2 separate regions of the Oryctolagus cuniculus genome follow, and region 1 is linked to region 2. A link is a contact called in public Micro-C data. All regions are on one chromosome and are shown on one strand. The core of a region is the stretch at or near the end of the contact, and the rest is flanking DNA. Distances in the headings are between cores, read along the strand shown. Region 1 holds the start of MED13 (mediator complex subunit 13). Region 2 holds the start of RNFT1 (ring finger protein, transmembrane 1).

Region 1 (6,014 bases), core at 14-2,513, 170 kb after region 2:
CGCTTCTCCTTCCGTGGCTGAAGACGTGACTGCAAGTGTCCACCATTGATTTTACAGAGGAAATTACGATGTTCTAACTCATTGATGCTTCTAACTTCTCAATCATCTTTTCCCTCATTCTTCTTCTCAAAGTTTTATTTGAAAGGCAGAGTGACACAGAGACAGAGCTCTTCCATCTGCCACTTGCGCAGTGTGGACCCCCGTACTTTACATCACAGCTGCCTCCCAGGGTGCACATTAGCAGGAAGCTGGAATCGGAAGTGGGGACTCGATATAAGCACCCAGATGTAGGATGTAGCGGGCTTAATCCTGAGCCAAACAGGGGAGCCCCTTTTCCTTCTTCCTTTGGTGTAACCCTCTCAAGGAAAATGTTTTGAACGCTTCCTTTGAGGTGTAATCCAGCCAAAAACTAAGTGTTTTATAGGGAAGGGAGCTAACATTTTCTCTGGTTCTTGTAGCCACTCATGCATTTGTGAATTTACATATACCAAGCAAGCACCTACTGTGTGCTAGGAACTTCTTTCGGCGCTTGACAGCGGTAAGCAAACCGAGTGGAGGTTCTGGGGCGGAGGGGGGGTGGGGTGGGGGACGCGCAGGTGCCTGGCTCCCTGGCTCCTCGCGGCAACCGCCCCAGGTCACAGATAACTCTTAGCCCGCGGGTCTGCGCCCGGGGCGGGGCTGGGTGCTTCATTTGTGCTAACTCGGCACACCAAGCCTCTGTGCCAAGGGGCAGTCTCTCCCCCTTTTACGGATGAGGAGACCGAGACACAGAGGCTAAGGGACTCCCGCGGCTTCGAGCGCAGGCTCTCCCGCACACGGCTGCATTGTTTCGTTTATGTCTCTCTCTTCCTATCACAATTTTTAGCCGCTGAATCCTTGTCCCCTGACTCCCAAGTCCGGGGGTTTGCGCTGTGCCCGGGCAGCCTCGTGGAATAAATGAGAATGCCTTGGAATTTTGGGCAACTCTTCCTCTTCCAAAGAATTCAAACTGATTTCCACGTCATTCTGAGAGACTTGTGAAGAGTTCCCCCGCCAGGGCAAAGAGAGTGCGTGGGCCCCGGGTCACCTTACACGGCCAGGGCACCCAGCAGATGGCGCTATTTCAGTAGCCACCCGCCGGCTGCCCAGTCCCCTGGGCTCACCGCCTCAGCCGAAAGCTTCCCGGCCCTCCCTCACTCCCTTCTCTCTCCCCCTCCCCACGGAGCCCGGCCCACGTGACCTCCAGGCGGCCAATGGGCGAGCAGAGAGGGCGAGCTGGTCCCTGTGGCCGCCATTAAAGCGAAGGGAAAACCCGTGAATTCGGATTAAAGGGGGAAAAACACCGCCCGCTGGGCCCACAAAATGGGGGAGACTAAGGCGTCCAGGCGGTGAGGCCGCAGGAGAGCAGACGTTAGGCCGGCGGGGCCCAGGGACGACACGAAGACACAGCCAGAGAATGGTCTGAGCCCGGAGACACCGCCACCACCTCCGCCACTGAGGAGACTCTGGGCTTTAAGGACATCGCCGCTGCCGGGCCGGGGGCCTGGGCTCCTCTCCCGGTTCTCGCCCTTCCCGCCCCTCTCGGGGCTCCTCCGCGCCCGGGAGAACCCTCCGGAGCTTGGGCTCTGCGGTCTCGGACTCGATTTTGATTATTTATTGTGTAATTTATTGTTTTTCTTGTGGAAGGAGCACACATCGCCTCTGTCCCCCCGGAGAGGGACGAGCGTCCGCGGGCTCCGCAGTCCGGCCCGCCGGGCGAGCGCGGCGCGGCCCTCCCGCCTCCGGCCCTCGGCCCCGGGCGGCTGGGTGCCGGCCGGGCGGCGGGGGCTGCTCGCGGCGGCGGCGGCGGCGGCGGCGGCGGCAGGGGGGGTGGGTGGGGAGGGCGGGCGGCCCGGCGGCCTCCTCTTCCACCGCCCCCCCAACCACCACCCCCCCGCCCTCCCCGGTGTCTGTGTTTCTCTCTCTGGTCGGAGGCGGCGGTAATGGCGGATGGTGGGTTGTGGCGCCGGCGGCGGCTGCTGTGAGGGACGATGAGTTCCTCCTCCGTGCAGAACGGGGCCAGCCTGGAAGATTGTCACTGTAACCTCTTCTGCCTGGTGAGTGCCGGGGCCGCGGGCGGCGGGGGGAGGGGGCCGGGGGGCGCCCTTGGGCCATGGGGGAGGGGGCCGGGTCGGATCCCGATGCCCGAGTGCCCGGGCTAGGCCCAGCCGGAGCCGGTGCCCTGCGGAGCTCCGCAGCCGGCGCCGGGGACGGCGTCCGCTCCCCGGCTGTCCCGGGCTCCGTCCTGGGAGTGTGGGCTCTTCTCCCTTGTCCTGTTTCGGACTCCGTGTCTCTCTCTCTTTTTCCACGGAAGTCTTGTCTTCAACTTGGGCACCTTATCTGGTCGGACGCGAACATTTCCCTCTGTGTTTCTTGCTTAACTGTTGCTTTTCTCCCTGGTGACTCTGTGTCCCTTTTTCAGACTTTCCGTGAGTGCTCCTGCTTCCCCTGCCTTTCGGCCTTCCCCGGGTCATTTGGTTTCCCCTGGTATACGGGACCCTAGACCCGGAGCAGGGAAAGGCTCTTTTCTTCGTTTTTCATTTCGTTTGCCTGAGTCAGACTAACTCAGGGTTACTTTTCTTCCTTGGCTGACTTCAGATCTTTGTGTCAAAAACTAGTAGATGCTGTTTCATATGTCTTCTTTCTAAACTTTGAAAACAGTTTGCCATTTTGACAATTTCTAGCCATCTTGCTTTTATTAGAACATTATGTTTTTCTTGAGAGTGGAAGGTCTGATGGAGGAGGTGCTGTGGTTTTTGCACTAAATGCTTCTATATTTGTCTGCTTTGCTTGCTGTTTAAGACGGTTTGGAACAGCCTGCTCCTTGTTTTATTAAAAAGTCTGGGCAATCTGGGTGTCGAGATGACAGTTGTGTCGATTGGCCCAGGTCTGCTAACACCCAGCGGTGAAGACTTAGAAAAGTACCAACTGCTGGACGTAATAATAGCGTCCTGAGTTGGACAGTAGCTGAGCTCCATCAGTGACTCGAAGTTTGGGTGACTTTCCTTTCTCATTTTCCCCTGTAGTATGTGAAATAATAAGAATATATGATAGGGGGTCGGGTCCGTGGCGTAGTGGGTAAAGCCACCGCCTGCTGTGCCGGCATCCCATATGGGCCCTGTTGGAGTCCCGGCTGCTGCACTTCTGATCCAGCTCTCTGCTGTGGCCTGGGAAGGCAGCGGAAGATGGCCCAAGTCCTTGGACCCCTGCACCCACGTGGGAGACCCGGAAGAGGCTCCTGGCTCCTGGCTTGGGATCAGCCTAGCTCTGGCCATTGCGGCCATCTGGGAAGTGAACCAGAGGATGGAAGACCTCTCTCTGCCTCTGCCTCTGCCTCTGCCTTTGCCTTTCTGTAGCTCTGCCTTTCAAACAAATAAATAAATCTTAAAAAAAAAAAGGGTATATGATAGGTAAGTGATTTTAAGTGGGCGGAGCACAAGTAGCTGGCAAGTGTTAACTGCCAGCCAGTCATGTTTCAGCAGTTTCATTTTTTGGCACCTCATGCTTTGCATCTTTAAAGAAGTATTGAATTTCTTTTGTCACATTTTTTTTTTCATGATGTTCAGTTGAGGTCTTTAATGCACTTCCCCCTTCTAAAATATGTTGATCAGCATCTCTTCAGATACAGTAAGGCAAACATCGGGTTTTACATTTCTGTCCTCTCCCAACTCAGTCTGTTTTTGGAACTTTTAGGATCAGATTCTTTGAAGATAGCCTGGCACAAGCCTGACAGTTCTTTGTGATAATTATTTGACTTTTCCAGAGGGGTGTGTGTGAAGAGTTAACATGAATTTTTTTTTTCTTCCAAGAATTGTTCAGGTGTCTTTTTTCACTAGAGTCATGATTACAATAAATATGTAGTGATGGGTCTTAAGAATTAATTTTCAGCTAAAAGCTTGATATCAAGGATCAAATGTCACCAGTTAGAATATAACTTACGACAGAAGAAATATATACTCAGTGTGCAATATTAAAGTACAGTTTATATTTAGCATCATTAAGTTCTTTTATTTCTTCTTGGGACACATTCATTAAGTTACTATGCAGCGACATCTTGGTGTCAATTTTTTAAGTTTTTTTTCCCTTAGATTCTTGGTTGTTTTACTATCAGAATTAAAAAGTTTTTTTTTTTTTTTTTAAATCTTAACCTGCTTTCAGTATGTTAGGTGTACATTGAAAAATTCTAGTGTCTTAATGAAATAAGGTACTTCATAATGAATGCTTGAGACTTTCAGTGAATACACAATAATAAATCATGCTTTCTTTCCTCCAGGCTGACTTGACAGGAATTAAATGGAAACGATACGTTTGGCAAGGCCCAACTTCTGCCCCTATTCTGTTTCCGGTGACAGAAGAAGACCCCATTTTGAGCAGTTTTAGCCGCTGCCTTAAGGCAGATGTACTTGGTGTTTGGCGGCGAGATCAAAGACCTGGAAGAAGAGAACTGTGGATTTTTTGGTGGGGTGAAGATCCCAATTTTGCTGACCTTATTCACCATGATTTATCAGGTGAAAGCAACTTACTTCTTACTGGTGATACAACAGTGTTGCATAGCTTTTCCAAAATACCATTTGTATTACAAATTAAGGTGTGTGTGTTTATGTGTGTGTATGTGTGTGTGACACTGTTAGGTATGAAACCAGATGAAAGATCATCATGTTTTATTTAACTGTGATTATTTTATTTACATAAATCATCAATATGTGTTATGATGGGTTTTTTACACTGAGGATAACTGTCCTTCTGTCACCCAGCTTCCTTCTTAATTTCTCACAGGTGGTTAGATCCCAAGGAATACATTAACCTCAGAAAATTGGAATTGGGGAGCATAAAGTTCATACCAGAGCCATACTAATACTTTGGAAGCAAAGTGTAACTCAGCCTTTGAGTCAGTTCTGTCACTGATCTTTTTTTGCCTGAATGTACAGATGACTGTAGGAGTATCTAGAAATGTAACTTTTTGTTGTGTTTCTTTAGAGGCTTAGAGTTATTTTGTTATTGCTGTGTGTGATTATTACTTTATTAACACTTGAAGGCATGTGTTCATTTTGTTATTTTTTAAAGTGAGTCTTAGATACTGTTCCATTAAAGACTATTAATGTGAGACAAGTGCCAACTTGTTTTAATTTTTATAGGACATAGGATCATAATCGAAAAAGTTACACAGAAATACCTTTATTGTGAGCAAATAAATATTACTTTCTTTGTTTTAGGACTAAAAGCTACTTTAGAGACAGAGGATAGCTAGCTCTTCATGTGATTACTGAAGCTTGGATTTACTGTGAGAGTCAGTGTTAACTGAATTTTTGATGATAGAAATGCATATGATTAGTTGTGTTGTGCTGCAAAGTGCCAAAGACTTCAAATTAGTATGATAATGATCCTTGAAGTATAAATTTCTGATTTTTTTAAAAAAGAGTTCTTATTTTACCCTAAAGTTTCTGTTAATATTCACTAAATAGAGCCATCTGAAATAGGGTCTGTTTTATTTTTGAAGGAAATATGATCTAGATACACGTATAGTACGTGAGACCAGTATTTATGTAGGAATTCATGTCTTATATTTAATAATTGCTTTTACTTTCTAGTGCATATACTACACCCTCTGCTGTGTTAATTACATTTGAGAGTGGTTGCAATTCTTCTTGATAAAGCTTGCCACTTTTCCCAACATGCCTGCTTAGAGAATCTAGTCTTTAGTTCTAAATACGTAGTAAAGTTCTAAATTTGTGAATTGTGTTTATATTTCTGTGTGTATATATAACGTATGCACATATGTCAGGATGTAAAAATGCCTGAGTGGTTTGAGTAAGGTGATGCTTCTAATTGTTACACCAAAAGCTAAACATGTCAACTTGGTTTTTCTTTCATTGGTTTGGGTATAGCTAAGTAACTTTAATCTTTGTATGATCATAAGAAAACCACCTTACTGAAATGTTTGGGGACTTACATTGTTGATAAGACTCTAAAATTACATAATTTTAATGTATATAACA
Region 2 (6,085 bases), core at 359-2,858:
TTGCGTTTCTGGAGCTTGGATTTCCAGCACATTCTTTAGGTATGGAGTTCATCTGGATATGAACATCTCCAGAATGAAGACAAGAACCTTCGCCTGTCAATCTTGTATGGATGCACTGGGAGGCTGAGGCATCCTCACCACCTGCAGTTCCTAGCGGACTGTGCAGTTGGTTATAATTGGCTTGCATGACCACTGAATGGTCTGTGATCCAGATTTCTTTGCTTCAGAGCTCTGGCTCCTGAAAAAGAGCAGAGCATAGTCCAAGTGAGCAGTGAAATAAAGGCCGTGTATCGCTCGGTAGGCAGCCTTTATTCACTACAGGAGCGGCCGATAATCACTGCAGATGAATTTTCGGGTAATCTTCCACCATTACTAGATTGTTCCCTGCTGCCCTACGCAAATGAGCTTTGAGGGAATATTTGCCACCCAAAGAAAGTTGAGCTTCAGATGCGACCACTTTCCTCATGAGAAGGCATCCGCACCATCGCTGAGGTGTGGGTGCCCAGTAGTGCCCAGTGAACACTACTACCATACACTTACTCTGTCCAGTTTGACCACTGATGAAGATTCAACACCAGAATTTACACAAGGAAGAATGAGTCTGTTTCAGTGGTAGGCAGAAAAATTTTAATATCCAGTATCATAAATTAATAACATGTCACTTAGGTGACCTACAAATGCCGTTCCACGCTGAAACAGCGTTCTCAAAGCCAGTGAAGTTTCCAATCATTGATGACGGCACCAAGTGTATTACCTAAGTAACTTTAAAAAAGGGAAACCTTGGGGGTCGCCGTGTAGTCGCGCCCCGCCGCTGTCCCACGCCCGCTCTGCCTACGTCTGCGCAGCGCTACAGTGCCCGTGTGCGGCCGAGGCCCCGACGCCAGGGGGGTGTCGTTTCCTCAAACCTCCGCACGGCGACACCGCACACGACAGTTTCAGTCTCTCCCCACAAACAAAAACTCGGCCCTCTCCTGCCCTCCACGCACAGCCCAGAAAGCAGACGAAAAAGGGGAGGAAGTAAAATTAAAACTTCCCAGAGTCCCCGAGGGCAGAGCTCCCACCCACGTCCGGGCCTCTGGCGCCGCGGTGGCTGTCCCCGGCGACCCCCGCCGCTGCCTCCGCCGCCCGCCTCCCCCGGGCCTGACCTTTCATGACCAGGAGCGGCCGCAGGCCTCTATGGCGACAGCGGCACACAGCGCCTCGCGCCGCTGGGCGAAAGCCATCAGCTTCGAACTCCACGGCCGGCAGCTGCGGGGCGGCCTCGAGGCGGCGCGCGCGCGCTCCCCGGACGTCCGCGAGCCCGCCCCGCCCCCGCGCCGCGCCGCGCACAGGGAAGGGCCCGCGCCCGCGGGGACTGTTGGCGGCGGAGCGGAAGGGCCGCACTTCAGACGCTACGCTCTGAGCCGCCGTCAGTAGGGTGTGTGAGCGTGTCTGTGTGTCATCCGCCCCGTAGCGCCGAGGCGCGGCCCGTTTGCAGGTTAAATTGTGGACAGCGGAGCCCGCCCCCCGGAGGCGGGGCCTGAGGCCTGGCCAGCCCCAGCCCCGAGGCGTCCTGAGGGCCCCCGCGGAGCTAGAGCCACGCAGGCCGGAGTTGGCGCGTCCCCGGAAGGGCGGAGCTCGCAGCCGCCTGGGGTTTTGTTCCCTTCGCGAGGGTGCGCAGTGGGGACGAGGCGCGGCCGAAACCCGAGGTCGAGAAGGCGACCGGGTGCCCAGGGCTGGCTGCGAAGTTAGGTGCGGGAAATGCCCGTCGTGCGCGTGGCGGCTTCGGGGGCGGGGGGCGGGGGTGAGTCGTCGGATTTCGGAGGAATTCTATTCGACTCAAACTGTTGTGAAAGGGTTTTGAAGAAAAAGTTAAAGGAAAAAAGCGCTGCATCATTTGACCCGCGCCCTACCCCGTATCTTCGTTGATACTCAGTGCGTTCCGTGCGTGTCCCGCGCAGGCACGCGGAGCCCTGGGCCCCGCCGGCGCTGCCGGCGGGGGCTGTGTGGCCTCGGCGCCGGGGGTCGAGCTGAATCCCCCGCTTCCCTTCAGGTCCCCCCCCCCCCCCCCGAGAGCCTGTTCTGAAGTCACACCACCTCATCCTTACCCTGGGAGAGAATTAGGAGATCATATTTTTAATCCAAAACCAGTATTCGATTTGCTTCTCACCGGTGAAGATCCTGACTGGTGGTGGTGGGGATTAATTTGAGCTTAACTGAGGCTTCGTGACAAATGAATTAATTTTCTGGGTCAGTAAGACAGAACCTGGCTCTGGACTGTAGTGGGTTTTCCAAGGAGGCTTTACCATTCCAGCTACACTGTGGGGCTCGTGTTTTAAACTTAAAAATGTGTGAGTGTTTAGGAAACAGCGCAAAAAGACTCGGTCTCACATCATCCAGCTGACAGCCGCAGTGGAGCGCCAGTATGTTCTCATTACGTTGATAGTTTTGGTTTGTTCGGTACATTTGCAACTTTAATATACCTGATGTAACGTCTGAATTCTCTTTCTAATGCATGTGTAACACTGAAAGTGCACCAGTGCATATTAAAAGTTTATTAGTGCATTTGGAACTGCATTTCACTCAACAACTTGACTAAAAAGTAACGTTTGATGAAATTAATTTTAATTAATTCAAGAGGAATTTGCTCCATACTGAATGTCAAGGACTGCACTAGATGTTGGAGAGACACACAAAAAGGCTTAGTCCCCACACACAAGGAAGTGTGTAGTTAGGTCTGCAACAAATAATTATAGAATGATATTGGAGTTAACACTGTAATTGAAGGTGGTATGAGATGAAATGGAAGCAAGGAGTGGGAGTGTTTAACTTTGTTAAACAAGAAACACTTCATTAATTTTGTGGCATTTGAAATGAATCCAGAAGAGTAAAATGAAATTTGCCAGCACACGAATACTAACAGAACATTTAGATCCGGACAACATAGGGAAGCTGTGGTATTGAACTACCATGGCCTCTTGAAGACTTCATTTTATGTGTCTGGAGGAGTAGGGTGCATACAGAGGATTAGTAAGAGGGAAGACAGCTACGTAGGGGCTCGAAAATGAAAGATTTTGGACCTCACTTGGAGGTTTATTTTATAATTTATTCTTGTGGCCAAAGGACAGCTGTTGGGTTTTCAGTTGCAGAGTTACGTGACTGGATTCCTATTTTTCATAATATTCACATGCTAACGGGTTATAGCAATACAAACTCAACTGGGAGACTGTTGTTAAGTAGTTCAGATATGAGATAAGAAGGTCTTGAGCTTGTTGGTGAAGTGAGACTCCAGAGAAAGGAGACTGGAGAGGATTAAGTGTAATATGTGGCTGCAGTCCTGCCTCCCTCCCCACCACCCACATCAATGTCCCCACCCACCTGTATCCATACTCTTTAAGTACTGCCTGCCCAGACTAGTTTACAGGACTTGCTTCCGCCATTGTGATAACAGCAGTTGTAATGTTAGTAGAGGCTTAACAAATTCTTGCACATTGGGGTTTACATTCTTTGTTCTGACAACCTTTCTACCGCTATGTGATGAAATCAAGGCTGGCCTTGAAGGTGAGGAACCTCATAGAGGTTCCGCCTGCCCCAGGCACTTCAGCCTTCTCAGCTGGGGCCCCAAACATGAAGAGGCTCTCTGGGACCACCCAGATCCAACAGATGGTTCAGACCAAAGGACTCAGCCTGTGAACATAGAGAACTGCAAGAAATATTTTTTAAAAAATCTGTTAAACCACTAGATTTTGATGTAGTTTGTTGCATAGCAAAAAAAATCTGATACCCTATGTGACCAGTTAGATGTGGGGTGGGTTAGACAGAAAGCTCCCATCCGCTGACTCACCCTGCCAATGCTCGTGATAGCCAGACCAGGCCAAAGTCAGGAGCTGGGAGCCCAAGCCGCTTGAGCTGTCACTGCCTGCTGCCTCCTAGGTTCCCATTACCCAGAAGCTGGGATTGGGAGTGGGGTTGAGACTCAAATCTAGGCATTCCGGTGTAGGATGTGGGCTTCCCCAGTGGTGCTTGCCCCTTGTAATGGTCGTTTTAATGTTCCTGAGCAGTTCCATCATCTGTGTCCATCTTTGCATTGGCATCAGTTGATTGGCTTTTTGTTTTAGTCTCTTTTTTTCCTGACTCTTAAATAATGCAAATTTGTATTCCAAACATCCTGAATGTTAACTTTTGTGAATCTCTGGTCCTGTTCAATGTCCATAGGGTGTTGAATTGTGTTGTTGCTTTCAGCAGTCTGTCATCCTGGTTGTGTTGTGACTTCAAGGTCAGTCTTGCTTCCTGGCTTGCTCACCATGGGTCCCAAGTTCAGGGCAGTTTTTAAAGCCTGTGCTATGCTGTTTTGGGGCTGCTCTACCTCTGTGTTCCTCAGGGTTAGTCTTGGACTCATGCTGTGCTTTATGGCAGTCTGAAGGCCTGTGCTCTGCTTTTTTGGGGGTGTTCTGTGGGTATGTACCTTAAGAATGAGCTCCTGACGGACGCATGTTCAGATACAGAAGTCAGAGGTCTCCTCTTGGATTCTCCTCAGTTTCCTGCCTGTGTCCTAGAACTGGTCAGATGGGGTTTCCCTAGGAGTTGTAGTTGCCAAAGCACGGCCTTGGAGAAAACAGTGGCCATTTCTGCCTTTCAACTGTTGGACCCCAGGGACACATGTGTTTAGTTTCTGGTCTACACAGACAAGGCTTCTCTGGGAGTTGTGGCTGCCCATGTTGCTGCCAGCACCTTGTCCCTGGGGGCCCACCCTCAGGAGACCATACTCCCATGCACACAAGGGAGATTGCCTCTGACGCGGCCCCTTTTCCAAGTTGGACTCTGCTTTTGTTTCCTTGTCAGTGTTCAAGTATTTAATCTGGAGTGTTTATTCAGCAATACAGATAAGCCTTGTCTTGGCTTCTCTGTCTTGGTTGGCCTTAGAATCTTGAAATACTTATTTCTTTGATTAGTCACTTAATGTCTGTGTCTTCCACCGTGTTGAATGTCCACAGAGACCATTTTGGTTTTGTTTATTACTACACCCCACTGCTAATACAGTTCTTAGCATACACTAAGTAGCCAATAAATATTTATTGAGTAAATGAGTGAATGGGTGCTTTTCAGACCTCATTTTGCTTGACATTTTTGTAGAATTCTATACGATTAATTCCCACCTGCTGGGCTCTGTGTTCCCTAGTTTCTATGTGATTGTATTCTACTGATTTCCCCACTTCTGTAGGCTCCCTTTACAGGCAAGTTGCTACTTTGGAAATGTACAGTTTCAGATATTACCGTGAAAAAGGTGATCCCTATGCAGTCCTACACACTGGCACACGTGCAACCTTAGAGATCAGGAGAGCCCTGGAAGAGGGCAGATGCTTGTCAGCTGCATAGTCAAAATCCTTTGCTGTCCCTCTGTTACCTATTCTTTTTTTTTTTTTTAAGATTTATTTATTTATTTGAAAGTCAGAGTTACACAGAGAGAGAGGGAGAGCCAGAGAGAGAGGTCCTCCATCCACTGGTTCACTCCTCAATTGACCACAACGGCCGTAGCTGGGCCAATCCAAAGCTAAGAGCCAGGAGCTTCCTCCGGGTCTCCCACGTGGGTGCAGTGGCCCAAGGACTTGGGCGATTTTCTGCTGCTATCCCAGGCCATAGCAGAGAGCTGGATTGGAAGAGGAGCAGCCAGGTGTCCAACCAGCGCCCATATGGGATGCCGGCACTGCATGCGATGGCTTTACCCACTTCGCCACAGCGCCAGCCCCAGCCTATTTTTCATACTCAATCCAAAGTCTGCCAGGGCCCTTACAAGTCTTTTTATCCATTTATCCAGCTCATCACTGTTTTCTTACACAAACTCTTGCTAAAGTATAATTTTCTTTTTTTTTTCTTTTCTTTCTTTCTTTCTTTCTTTCTTTCTTTCTTTCTTTCTTTCTTTCTTTCTTTCTTTCTTTCTTTTTTTTTCTCTTTTCTTTTCTTTTCTTTTCTTTTGTTTGACAGGCAGAGTTAGACAGTGAGAGAGAGAAACAGAGAGAAAGGTTTTCCTTCTGTTGGTTCACCCCCCAAATGGCCGCTATGGTTGGCACGCTTAGCTGATCCGAAGCCAGGAGCCAGTTGCTTCCTG

The links. Hi-C and Micro-C count contacts between places; a contact is called where the count stands out from the background.
Region 1: a contact with region 2 is called in a Micro-C map of ear pinna, with 4 times the contacts expected there. The contact joins the promoter of MED13 here to the promoter of RNFT1 in region 2. A contact is called at or near these places in 2 of 6 Hi-C or Micro-C datasets (ear pinna and an unstated tissue).

The regions. Positions count from the first base shown.
Region 1 is chr17:35,408,854-35,414,867 of mOryCun1.1, forward strand. MED13 (mediator complex subunit 13) reads left to right here and starts at 1,264. Exons shown (of 31, transcript XR_011383550.1): 1 at 1,264-2,075; 2 at 4,292-4,526.
Region 2 is chr17:35,240,307-35,246,391 of mOryCun1.1, forward strand. It overlaps RNFT1 (ring finger protein, transmembrane 1), which reads right to left and starts at 1,609. Exons shown (of 9, transcript XM_008271194.4): 1 at 1,384-1,609; 2 at 1-238. The coding sequence starts at 187. It also overlaps a transcript of RPS6KB1 not described here.